Linked DNA regions of Bos taurus: region 1 is linked to region 2. The links are chromatin contacts, called in public Hi-C maps. All regions are on one chromosome and are shown on one strand. The core of a region is the stretch at or near the end of the contact, and the rest is flanking DNA. Distances in the headings are between cores, read along the strand shown.

The links. A called contact is a pair of places that touch in the nucleus more often than the background predicts.
Region 1: a Hi-C map of liver shows a contact between it and region 2, with 3 times the contacts expected there. A contact is called at or near these places in 2 of 11 Hi-C or Micro-C datasets (liver and skeletal muscle).

What each region holds. Positions count from the first base shown.
Region 1 is chr8:86,848,112-86,854,328 of ARS-UCD2.0, forward strand. No RefSeq gene overlaps it. Among named protein-coding and RNA genes, the nearest start is that of SYK, 230 kb to the right of the region's middle.
Region 2 is chr8:86,701,900-86,707,849 of ARS-UCD2.0, forward strand. No RefSeq gene overlaps it. Among named protein-coding and RNA genes, the nearest start is that of AUH, 200 kb to the left of the region's middle.

The DNA of each region.
Region 1 (6,217 bases), core at 1,445-3,944, 150 kb after region 2:
GGAAAAACCAGTAAAATGGATCCCATTCTATCCCCATAACCTAATCGAATCTGCAAGAACATTCGATAAACACAACAAAGGGACATCTACAAAACACCTGACCAGTGCTCTCCAAAAGGGACGGGGAGAGCAAGGAGATCAAGCAGCAAGGAGATCAAACCAATCTCTGAATATTCATTGAAAGGACTGATGCTGAAGCTGAAGGTCTGATACTTTGGCTGCCTTATGCAAAGAGCCAACTCACTGGAAAAGACCCTGATGCTGAGAAAGATTGAGGGTAGGAGGAGAAGGGTGTGCTACAGAGGATGAGATGGTTGGATAAATAGGAGTTGGGGCAAACTCTGGGAGATGGTGAAGGACAGGAAAGCCTGGTGTGTTGTGGTCTATGGGGTCTCAAAGAGTCTGACATGACTTAGCGACTGAACAACATGTGTGAGGTGCAATTAGGTATGTGAACATGTACATATGTGAATGTGTGTGGTGGTCAAAGGGTGTATATGTGTGTGCGCATGTGGGTATATACGTAAGCATTAGTGTTTGTATGTATGTGAGTGTGTATTCCCAGGTGGTTCAGTGGTAAAGAATCTCCTTGCCAATGCAGGAGATGCAAGAGATGTGAGTTTGATCCCTGGGTCTCAGAGATCCTCTGGAGAAGGAAATGGCAACCCACTCCATATTCTTCCCTGGAGAATCCTGTGGACAGAGGAGCCTGGAAGGCTACAGTTCATGAGGTTGCAAAGAGCTGAATATGACAGAGCAACTGAACACACACACACACACACACACACACACACACGGTGGTGTGAGGGTGTATATGTGTTTGTAGGAATATGTGAGTAAGTGTGAGTGTGTGTGTGCCAGCAGTGGTTGCTCTTGTGGGCTTGGTCCAGTCCTATGGGTACAGGACCTTCCTAAGTGGGGAGCGTCCCGGTCTTCCATTGTCCTGGTTGTTCCTGATCTCAGGCTCACCACAACCCTGCAGGTGGCCCATGAGCTGGTCATCATCTGCCCAAATCGACGCAGTTAACAGAGGAGAAGCCCATGGAAGTCAGAGGAGCTGGTGCCTGCCCCATCACTGCAGGAGTCCTAGAGTCCTAGGAAGGAAGGAGGATCCCCGCTGACAGGGAGAGCACAGACTCCAGCAGATTGAAGGGTCAGAGGAAGCAGGAAATCTACTATAAATCCGACTCCTGTAAATCTATCTGCTTCCTGAATCACAGTGGTTCTCTGGCTCGTGTTTCCTCCAACATTCTCTGTCTGATTGCATTCTTGTATGTGGATACAATTTTCTGCATTTCCTTTTCAATGAAACCTGAAAGCAATGCACTTCACCCACTCGGAACACCAGTTGGTAAGCATTGGACAGCACGTGTATGTATGCACACACTCCTTTCCTTATGTATTAATACTTTCAGCAATTCCCCTAAATGAATCATCCCACCAGTCTGAAATTCTTCAGTACAGAGGACTTTTTGTAACCCGCTGGAGTCCGTGGGTGTGTGTCTATTGGACTAAGTGCCTGCAGACACACACGTACACACATACACTCTCACACATATGACACGCTCACACATTCTTTCCTTCTGGGCTGTCATTTGGGTGTGGATCTGAAGATGTTTTCATCATAACAATGAAGAAAGCTACGTCAAGCTTCGGTAGGACGCTGGTTTCTCTTTCACAAAACTGGGCTTGCCCCTCTGAAGGGAGCCCTCAGCTTGCAATCACTTAGAGGTGCACAATGGTGGTGAATAGTTACCTTCATGTCACTCAGGAATGCAGGGCAATGCAGAGTGTAACAGAGAAGTTGGGGGTCATAGTGTTTTTAAGAAAGCCCTGGGTCCTCATTCTGTGGCAATTCCCCCTCTGCTGGGGTTTCCAAGAACTCCCACCGGGGCTGGGCTGATGGACTTCTTAGCTGCTCCTGCTGACTCTGCTGGCCATCCCCTTGTTTGTGAAAGTCTGGCTCAAATGCCACACATGTGAGTCATCATCGTACATCTTACATCACTCAGCTTCCTTTGAACTTTTGCTCATTAACCAGGCTCCCTTTCTGGAACTTACCATGCGTAAGCATAATGCCTGTTTATTAATGTTTTGGTCCTGAGGTCCTCACAATCCTGCTGTGGGGTATTGTTTCCATCAGTTAAAATGCCGGCATGAGGGTAATGAAGATGAAAAGGACAAAGTCCAGTTCAGCAGTGAGGACTCTGGCAGAACATACCCAGGCTGTAATTTCAGTCTGTTTTATGCCCCTCTCTTCATTTGTGTAAGAGCTGATGATTTTATGACAGAGAAACCGTACATACCTCCTTCACTGAGATGAAGTGTTCCCACAGGAATGTCAGGGTTATTAAGAGAATGAGAGGCAGAATGACAAGGAAATAAAGCTGCGTGTCGGTGTGTTACTCTAAATCCACTTAAAACGAAATGTCTCTGAATCTGCTCTTTCTTCCTGTTTGCCGAGGGGCTGTGATTTATGAGTCCTGAGAGCAGGGCTGTCTAGCTCTTTCATCCCACCTGAGTGAGTGGTCTGCAGGCTGGTGGGGCTGGACCACTGTGTCTGAGTGTGAACAGCATCACAGGTGGTCTTGTTTGGGGATTAGACTCCAAGTTGTCAGCATGTCCTAGAGTCACCAAGTAAAGGCTCTGTTCTCAGAGTGAACAGGAGCCTGTGCAGGAGGAGGCTTGCAAAGGACAAAGTGTGTGCAGTGTCGAATGACTGCCCCCAAGTGTCCCTCTGTGGGAGATGAGCACAAAGCAAATAGGATGCTGCTGCTGCTGCTGATCAGAGAGGGGCTCTGCTGGTGGGGAGAGCACAGAGAGGAGCCCAGGAGAATAATAAGGAGTGGCAAAAGCTCAGTGGAAGCTGCGCCCTCTGTAGGACCGCCTTTCAAAAGCACAGTGCTCTAGCTACGTTTCTAGAGCATGTGCTGTGCGTGCTAAGTCAGTTCAGTTGTGTTTGACTCTTTGTGACGCCATGGACTGTAGCCCTCCAGGCTCCTCTGTCTATGGGAATTCTCCAGGCAAGAATACTGGAGTGGGTTGCCAAGCCCTCCTCCAGGGGATCTTCCCGAGCCAGGGATCGAACCTGCGTCTCTTACGTCTCCTGCATTGGCAGGTGGGTTCCTTACCACTAGTAGCACCTGGGTCAAATGTTCACTCTCTCTTGTGGGACAAGCACTGTCCTTGGGGCTGAGCAGCAACTTGAAGAAGGTGATGTCTGTAAAGTAGCTGTGCCTAATGGGACGAAGGGCCTCTTTTCTGGCACCCTGCTGAGCTGCTGTGCTCCTTCGTGTGAATTTTACAAAGGCCCCCTTAGCAGAACACACTCCCCTGGTGTCTTCACTCGTGCATTCAGCTCAGGTGAGCAGACCTTCAGGCTGGATCAGGCCGCCTCTGCCCTGTGGCTGGGCAGAATGGAACAACTCAAGTGGTGGCCCTTCAGATAAACTGCACCCTCTTATACTCCATCCAAGTTGGCAATGGATGAAATCCTCAAAAAACTGGAGAGTGGGCTGAATGTTATACTCCAGAGCTTGGAGCTCTTAGCCGGTGGCCTGGCCTCCATCTCTCTTCCCTTTTGGCCAGTTCAGACCAGCTCTACTCATTTTTCACACTCTTCCTCCAGATTCCCTTTTCCTAAGTTCCAGGTTTGTTTCAGTTCTCATAATTTTAATTCCTAAGAGCCCTTCTTAATCTCTGATTGTTCCTTTTTGTGTCAACTATTCTTGATTAATGGACACAGTGTCTTCTGTTATTTCTCCTAAGATATTAATGACATTTTTTTTGAGGCTGTGTTTTGTTTTCTGTCTTGTCTCTGCTTATCTGATTTGATCTTTCTCCCTCCTTCTCTCCCTTCATTCCTCTCCCCACTTCTCTTTCTTTTGGCTCTCTCTTTCATATTGGAAGATTTCCTGAAGTGCTTGGGAAATCCTTGTCTATTCTTGTTAAAGAGACAGTTTACAGAGATCTGATTGTTTCAGGGGCAGGTTGTGCCACGTGGGGAATACCTTGCAGGGGCCTGTGAGTGTGTGGGTAGATAGGGATCCACACCTTTCTCTTTTTAAAATTTATTTTAAATTTATTAAAAACTTTTATTGGACCATAGCTGATTCACAATATTGTGTTAGTTTCAGGTGTACAGCAAAGTGAATCAGTTATAAATAAACATATATCCACTCTTCTTCAGATTCTTTTCTTATATAGGTCATTACAGAGTATTGAGTAGAGTGCCCTGTGCTATACACTGGTTCTTATCAGTTACCTATTTTACATATAATAGTGTGTACATTGGGCTTCCCTGGTGGCTCAGATGGTAAAGAATCCTTTTGTAATGCAGAAGACCTGGGTTCAGTCTCTGGATGGGAAGATCCCCTGGAGGAGGGCATGGCAACCCACCTCAGTATTCTTGACTGGAGAGTTCCCACGGACAGAGGAGCCTCGGACTACAGTCCGTGGTGTGGCAGAGTCGGAGGTGACTGAGCGACTAAGCACAGTGTGTGCATTTCAACCCCAATATCTCAGTTAATCTCTCCACTCTCCTTTCATCCTTGTAATCATAAGTTTGGTTTCTACATCTGTGATTCTATTTCTGTTTTGTGAATTAGTTCATTTTTATCATTTTTTTATATTTCACATATAAGCGATATCATATGACATTTGTCTTTTTCTGATTGACTTACTTTACTCAGCGTGACAATCTCTAGGTCCATCCATGTTACTGCAAACGGCATTATTTTGTTCTTTTTTTTTATGGCTAATATTCCATTGCATATATGAATGTAGGAGCAGCGGAGGATGCTGCAGCCCAGGGCAAAGTAAGTTGGGGAGGGTATTGTCACCTAGCAGGGGAACCGAGATGGTGACCTCGTGGTTGGTAAACACTTTAATTCTGTGACTTTCTTTCATATCTTCCAAAATTCCTGGTGCACCAAATTCCTGAAACTTTCTGTTGTTTTTTTGGAGCATTTGTCCAGTTTTATAAGAATTCCTTACTTTGTCTACCTTGCTAGTCAATTAGTATTGCTCCCTGGGCTTTATTTACTTTTTAAAATAGCTTTATTGAGGTTAAATTGATGTATAATAAAGCACACATTAAAGGGCACAATCTGATAAATTTTGACATAGGAACGTGCTTGTAAAATCATCGCCACAACCAAGGTAATAAGCATACGAGTCACCCCCGAAGTTTCCTCATGCTCTCTTCCAATCCGTCCCTCCTCTCCCCACCACTCCTATCCCCTGGTAATCACTGGTCTATTTTTCGTTGCTATACATTAATTTACATTTTCTAAAATACATGGAATCACATGCCATACATTTTTTTTAAATGTATTTTTTAATTGGAGGAAAATTTCTTTTCTGAGGAATTCAGTTCAGTTCAGTCACTCAGTCATGTCTGACTCTTTGCGACCCCATGAATCGCAGCACGCCAGGCCTCCCTGTCCAGTAACAACTGCTGGAATCTACCCAAACCCATGTCCATTGAGTCAGTGATGCCATCCAACCATCTCATCCTCTGTCGTCCCTTTCTCCTCCTGCCCTCAATCTTTCCCAGCATCAGGGTCTTTTCAAATGAATCAGCTCTTCACATCAGGTGGCCAAAGTATTGGAGTTTCAGCTTCAACAGCAGTTCTTCCAATGAATACCCAGGACTGATCTTCTTTAGGATGGACTGGTTGGATCTCCTTGCAGTCCAAAGGACTCTCAAGAGTCTTCTCCAACACCACAGTTCAAAAGCATCAATTCTTCGGCGCTCAGCTTTCTTTACAGTCCAACTCTCACATCCATAAGTGGAAAAACCATAGCTTTGACTAGACAGACCTTCGTTGGCAAAGTAATGTCTCTGCTTTTTAATATGCTGTCTGAGGAATGGAGACGAATATATTCTTTTACTTGGCTTTTTTTTTTACTCAGCATAATTGTTCTGAAAGTGACCTTTGTTGTAGCCTCTAATGCTTTCTTTTTTATTTTTGAATAATATTCTATTGTATACATATATCAGTGTTTGTCCACTTACCTGCTGTTGATACTTGTTCCCAATTTGTGGTTATTACAAATAAAGCAGCTATGCTCATTTGTGATTGAGTCTTCCTATGAAGATATTTTCTTTTGTCTTGGGTAAATGCCTAGGAATGGAATGGCTGGGTTATATAATTTACATGTATATATAGGTTATATGTTTAATTTTTATGAAACTACCTACATGACCTCCTAA
Region 2 (5,950 bases), core at 1,147-3,646:
CTCTATATTTTGGGAAGGACTGGGACAAGGGCGAGGTGCTGTAATCGAGAGCCTTCATTAGGACTCCATTCTTGGAGTTGGGGGTACAATGCAGGAGACCCCCACCACACTTGGTTTTGACAGCAGATATACACGTGGAATATCACTGGGCAGGCCCATGTGCCTATATCTTCAGTTATTAATGCATTTTCTTGTTCACCTCTGCACTTGCACTATGGTTGAACACTCAGGAAACCACGTGGTTATTGTAACGGTCTACAAATCCATGTTGCCACTAACCGGGTAAGCAAGCTTGGCACAGGTATGCCCATGCTTCCCCAGTGTTGTAAGAGCTGCTGTGTTTACTAAAGTGCTGGTTCATCTTAGGTTGGTTCATATTAAGTCATCACTCAGTCTATGTTTGTTATCTGTCATTTTATTCATTTTCTAAGATTGATAAATGTCCAGTCACTTTCAGATAGGGCTCCTCAAAATACGATGATGTCCACACTCAGAAACACAGGTGCCCTGGTTTTTTATTGTGTCTGGAGCAATTCTACAGTTTTCTTCTGCAAGATGACTAGGCAACACCAGTGGACTTTTCCTAAATAACACATCCTGGCAAATACACACTACTATATATTCTGTACAGCACTGGGAACTGTGCTCAATGTTTTGTAATAACCTATAAGGGAAAGGAATTTGAAAAAGAATAGAAATATGTATGTAACTGAATCACTTTACATCTGGAGCTAACATGCTGTAAATCAACTACGTGTGTGCTCAGTCACTAAATTGTGTCCAACTCTTTGCGGCTCCGTGGACCATAGCCCTCCAGGCTCCTCTGTCCATGGGATTTCTCAGGCAAGAATACTGGCTGCTGCTGCTAAGTCACTTCAGTCGTGTCCGACTCTGTGCGACCCCATAGACGGCAGCCCAGCAGGCTCCCCGTCCCTGGGATTCTCCAGGCAAGAATACTGGAGTGGGTTGCCATTTCCTTCTCCAGGGGATCCTCCTGATCCAGAGACTGAACCTGCAGCTCTTATGTCTCCTGCATTGGCAGGCGGGTTCTTTACCACTGAGCCACCAGGGAAGTTCTAAATCAACTATACTTTAAAAAAGAGAGAGAAAAAGAAAGAGAGAAATAAGTAAATAGCATGTCCTATTCCCTAAATAAAACTTCTAAAGAAGAGAATGCTTGGTTTTCTATTGCCTGAACATCTTACACAATGCCTGCATGTGTGATGAGACACTTAGAAAGGATATAAGATTAGTTAGCCTACAGGGCAGCCACATGTGCTCATGAGAAAAATAAGAGAGGGGAAAAGGTGGTGAAGCAGGAATCCAGCCATCACCCCTCTGCCTATATACTCTTCTCCAAAGCCCCAAGCCCCTCCTCTTCGAAGAGCAGATTGTACAATAACTTGGTGCACTTGGCTTTGGGGGACAGCAGTGGAAGGCAAGTGTTTTAATGGAGATGGGACTTGAGCTGTGTGAATTCAGGCTACAGTCCTACCCTGATGGCCCTTTCTTCCCACTTCAGCAGGGGAGCCTGTAGTTCTAGGTTCATTGCTAAAGGGTCGCATTTGCCCACCATCAAGCTTGGGAGAGGTCCCTGTCCCCGTGACTTCCCACACTCTGGCTTCATTGAAAGCCACTAGGGTGGGTAAACATTGACTCTGGAGTCATCCCAGAGCTGGTGCAAAGGTACAGGAAGCAGTTCTGGGCTGTCCAATGCTGCCTACGTGCTGATGGCTCTGGAGAGGGTGGTAACAAGGACAGGGCTGCTTCCTGGAACAAGGCGTAGATAAGAGGTGGCTTGTGCTTGAGTTTCCGTTGAACTTCACTGTGAGTTACAAAATCCTATGTCATAACTACTGCACATAGGATTTTTCAGTAGTGACTTCCCCAAGAAGGACTCTGTGTATATATAGAGAGAGGGGAAAGAGACAGGGAGGAGGAGAGAGAGAGAGAGAGAGACGGAGAGAAAGGGAGTGTATGTGAGCAAGCATGAGTTCCTTTTGATAATGATTTTGGAAAATGTTCAGAGAGGCCAAAAATAATGAGCGGATCTTGGGGTCTTGGGGGTCTCTATGCAGAGAGACACACACCCCCAGCCCACCCTGTGCTGAGAAACAGCAACAGGCACTGTGTGGTGGCCATGGGGTCCCCGAACCCGCCCTTCCCTGTGCTCGCTGGGAGGGGCTTCTCATCTTGGTTGTCAGACCTTCCATGCTGTACTGACGAACTAAATCTACAGCCTTCCTTGCAGGCTTTTTCGGGCTTGTAGGAGAAAAATGGCATGTAGAGCTAGGTTATTCCAAAGGGTGGCGGGAACTAAGTCCACTGGAGGCTAAAAATAGCCAGAGCCCAGCCAGCTTGGTCAGGTCTGCAGGCCTAGGGACCGCCTGCCGTCACCCTGGCCCTCCCCGGGTGCCACATGCCGACGCTAGTTCCAGGAGGTGCTCAGAGCCTGTTACTCATATGTCAGATTCCCACTGTCGTGATGTTATTTCATGCACCAACTGCGTTTTCACAGAAAAGCGTGAGTCACTCCTGAGTGGGGCTTTGGGAAAGAACTTGGCCAGGGTAGGAGGGAGCGGCTCTCATAAGCCGGAAATCTAGGCGGGGAAGGGGCCTTTTATAGCATCCTGCGTTGGCTTTTTCCGTAGGTTAATTTTTATCTTAACAGCCGAGATAAGGTTGAATGATCTTTTTATAAGAAATCTATTTAAATACAAGGGAATATTTGAACTTCTTTTTAAAAGACGAGGGCATTTTTTGTGGTGCTCAATTTATAAATAAGATAGATTAGGGGTTGTTTGATGGACGTTTACAACGGCAGTGACTCTTGCAGGGTATTCTCTCCGCACCACTCTGGGGACACAAAATACCCTTTGTTCTAGTCTGCAGGGACAGCGGCTCTGATCAGCCGGGCATGCCTACCCCAGAACCCTCCAGACAGGGCTTACTGCTCGGGAACAGATGGTGATTTTTCAAACTGAATGCTATTCTGGTGCACTTACTTAGGAAAAAGATCTAAAAATAGACTTGAATGAGCCTAACCTGCAAAAATAAGTTGTCAGCTTCTTTTTACTCCTTCTGGGTTGAAAACAAAGCTGTCAGCAATTTCTGTGCGTTGAGGAATCTGTGTGCTTTCTTATTTTAGAGAAAGCTTTTTCAGTAGGACTGCAATTGAGTCCCCTTAAATCTCTCAGTGTCAACAAATTACCATCTGTTGTTCTAGAGACTCTCAAGCTGATGAGTCCTCCTCCCCACTTGAAGCTGGAGACAGGTTGCCCATCTGGAAAACTGGGCCTGAGGGACCAGCTCTGTGCCCCTGGAGGGGCTTATTGCAGGATTTCAAGATCAGCCAGACCCCCTGAAGCCTGATGCTGGGAGCAGTTTTCCCCTTGGTGCGGTGAAGGCACTCGGCTTGGAGATGGGGTAGCCATGAGGTCCGGGGTGGCGGTCCGATGCCTGTCGTGACTTGGGTAGTGATGGCCCCAGCACTGGACTTTGAGGAGATGGCCAAGCACTCACCTTCTTCACAAAGCACCTGGTGCTGTCTTGCCTGGTGGGCAATGTGCGCTGGACTTGTGGGGATTTGGTACAATATTATTGTCTGTGAAATGAGGCTCCCCCCATACTAAACAGGGTGGGTAAAACCTAGAGAAGTCGAGGGCAGGTGGAGCCCTTGTTTATCCTGGAAAGGACTGGCTTGAATTTGAGAAATAAAATGAAGCTGGAAACAGCACTTCTTCTTGTGGAGAATTGTGCTGGTGATACCCACACTCAGTCTAGGCCCGAGGCTCTCGGGACCGCACACCCTTCTGAGCCTTCACCGTGGTCACGTGGGCACACAATCCACACCTCCCCCTCTCCCACACAAACCACAGACACACACCTACACTGCTGAGATGATGAGCAGTTTTTCCTGGGATGGAGAAGGTGGGATATCAGAGGAGAAAAAGTTAGACTAGGGAGATACTTGGTGGTGAAAGGGATGGAGAAAAAGAGGCTGGGCTGGGCGAATGCCAGAGGGCTGCTGGGCTCTAAGAACCTCCAGGCTGGCTCCCTCAGGCCACCCAAGAGCGCTCAGGTGATGGTCAGTCTTGGACAGTGTTGGAGGCTCTGGGAATCTGCCCAGCCAGTTTCTGTTTGATGAACTGTTTTGATGGAACGATCTCATTAACCATGAGTTAATTTAGCCTGTGTGTGCTGAGTTGGAGAAGCTAGACTCACCACTAGCCATTTTCCCAGGCTGAGCTGGGTTGGAAGCCCACACACCTCCCCTCTATGCACAGACTTTTTCGGAGGGAGCATCAGTCCATTTGCCAACCAGAGGCTCCAGGTTCCTATGGACAGTAAAGGGTGCTCTGTGCATGCCTGGCTTCTAGCGAGTGACACTAAGAAAGACCATGGTGAATATATGTGTGTTTTGGACACTGCATGACAATTCTTAACAGTCTTTCTTCCAGCTAAAATCACATGGAAGAATCAAAGGATTTTGACAATTTCAAAGTAGTTTGAAAGGTTGCCAGTGACTGGTCTAGGTCCCAAATTTTCTTGAAAGAAAAATAAAGTTTTAAGAGGAATAGAAAGGACAAAGTACCTCAAAAATTAAGTGGAGCAGATCAATGGAACTTTATGGTCTTTAAACCTTGGAAGAATGTCTGTCCTACCCTTGGGCTGCTACCTGTAGTCCAGAGAGCCATGCATCCAGCTCACCCAGTCACAGCCTCTGGCGATGTGATCCCCGAGAGAAAGTGTCTGGCAGTAAAGGAAGGAGGTGGAGGGAGTACCTCTCAGAAGAAACGATCAAGAAGATATATGGTCAATGCCCTGTGTCAGCAAGGATCTGGGGCCAAAGGAGGGGTGGTGTGTCATAGCAATGATGCTGGAAATCCAAAGCCACACATTTAAAAAGAAAGTTCTCATTCTTTGTCAAAGCAGTTGAAGTTCTAGGGATTTGTCTTGAGATGCTAATCAAGGGTGTGCACACAGACGGTTAACCTCTGAAACAAACAACCATAACAATAGGGGTGGAACAAATACATTTTAACACATGTACTCCATGTACTGAGACTGTGTTGTTTGTAGAAGTGTGTATATGATTGTCAAAGAAGAACATTTTCTGTGTGCTGTTATATGAAAAAAAAAAAAAGGTTACAATTCAGTCCATGTAATATGGTTCAATTTTCATGCAATATAATACCTTTCCTAATTTTTCTGCAATTGTATTAGTTTTCTAGGGCTTCCCTGGTGGCTTAGATGGTAAAGAATTTGCCTGCAATGCTCGACACCCAGGTTCAATCCCTGGGTTGGGAAGATCCCCTGGAGAAGGGAATGGCAACCTACTCCAGTATTCTTGCCTGGAGAATGCCATAGACAGGGGAGCCTGGCAGATTACAGCCCATGGGATTGCAAAGAGTCGGACACACCTGAGCGACTAACATACACACGTTAGTTTCCTACTGTGGCTGTAGAAAATCATCACAAACCTGGTGACTTCAGACAACATTCTTCTGTTATCTCACACTTCAATAGTTCAGAAGGTTGACATGGGTCTCTTGGGGCTCAGAGCAAGGAGTCAGTGTGGTGGTTCTGTCTGGAGGCTGCAGGGGAGCCTTTCCAGCTGCTGGTCATTTGCATCCCTGTGATCATGTCCTCACTCCTTCAGAGTAGCAACAGCAAGTTGCTGTCAAGTTCTTTTCCCACACTTCTGGTCTCTCGTGTCCTCACCCACAGCTGGGACCTGAGACCATGTTGGATGCACTCAGCTGTCCAGGAAAATCTCCCTATTTTAAGGTCAGCTGCTTAGCATCCTTCATTTTAATTTCCTGCATTTCACCTTCTACCCTAATCGTCCTTTGTCATGTAGCCTAACGTATTTATAGGTTCCAGAGCTTAGGACACAGACATCTTTGAGGGGGACAGTATTCTGCTCACCACAACACAATGCTGTGCT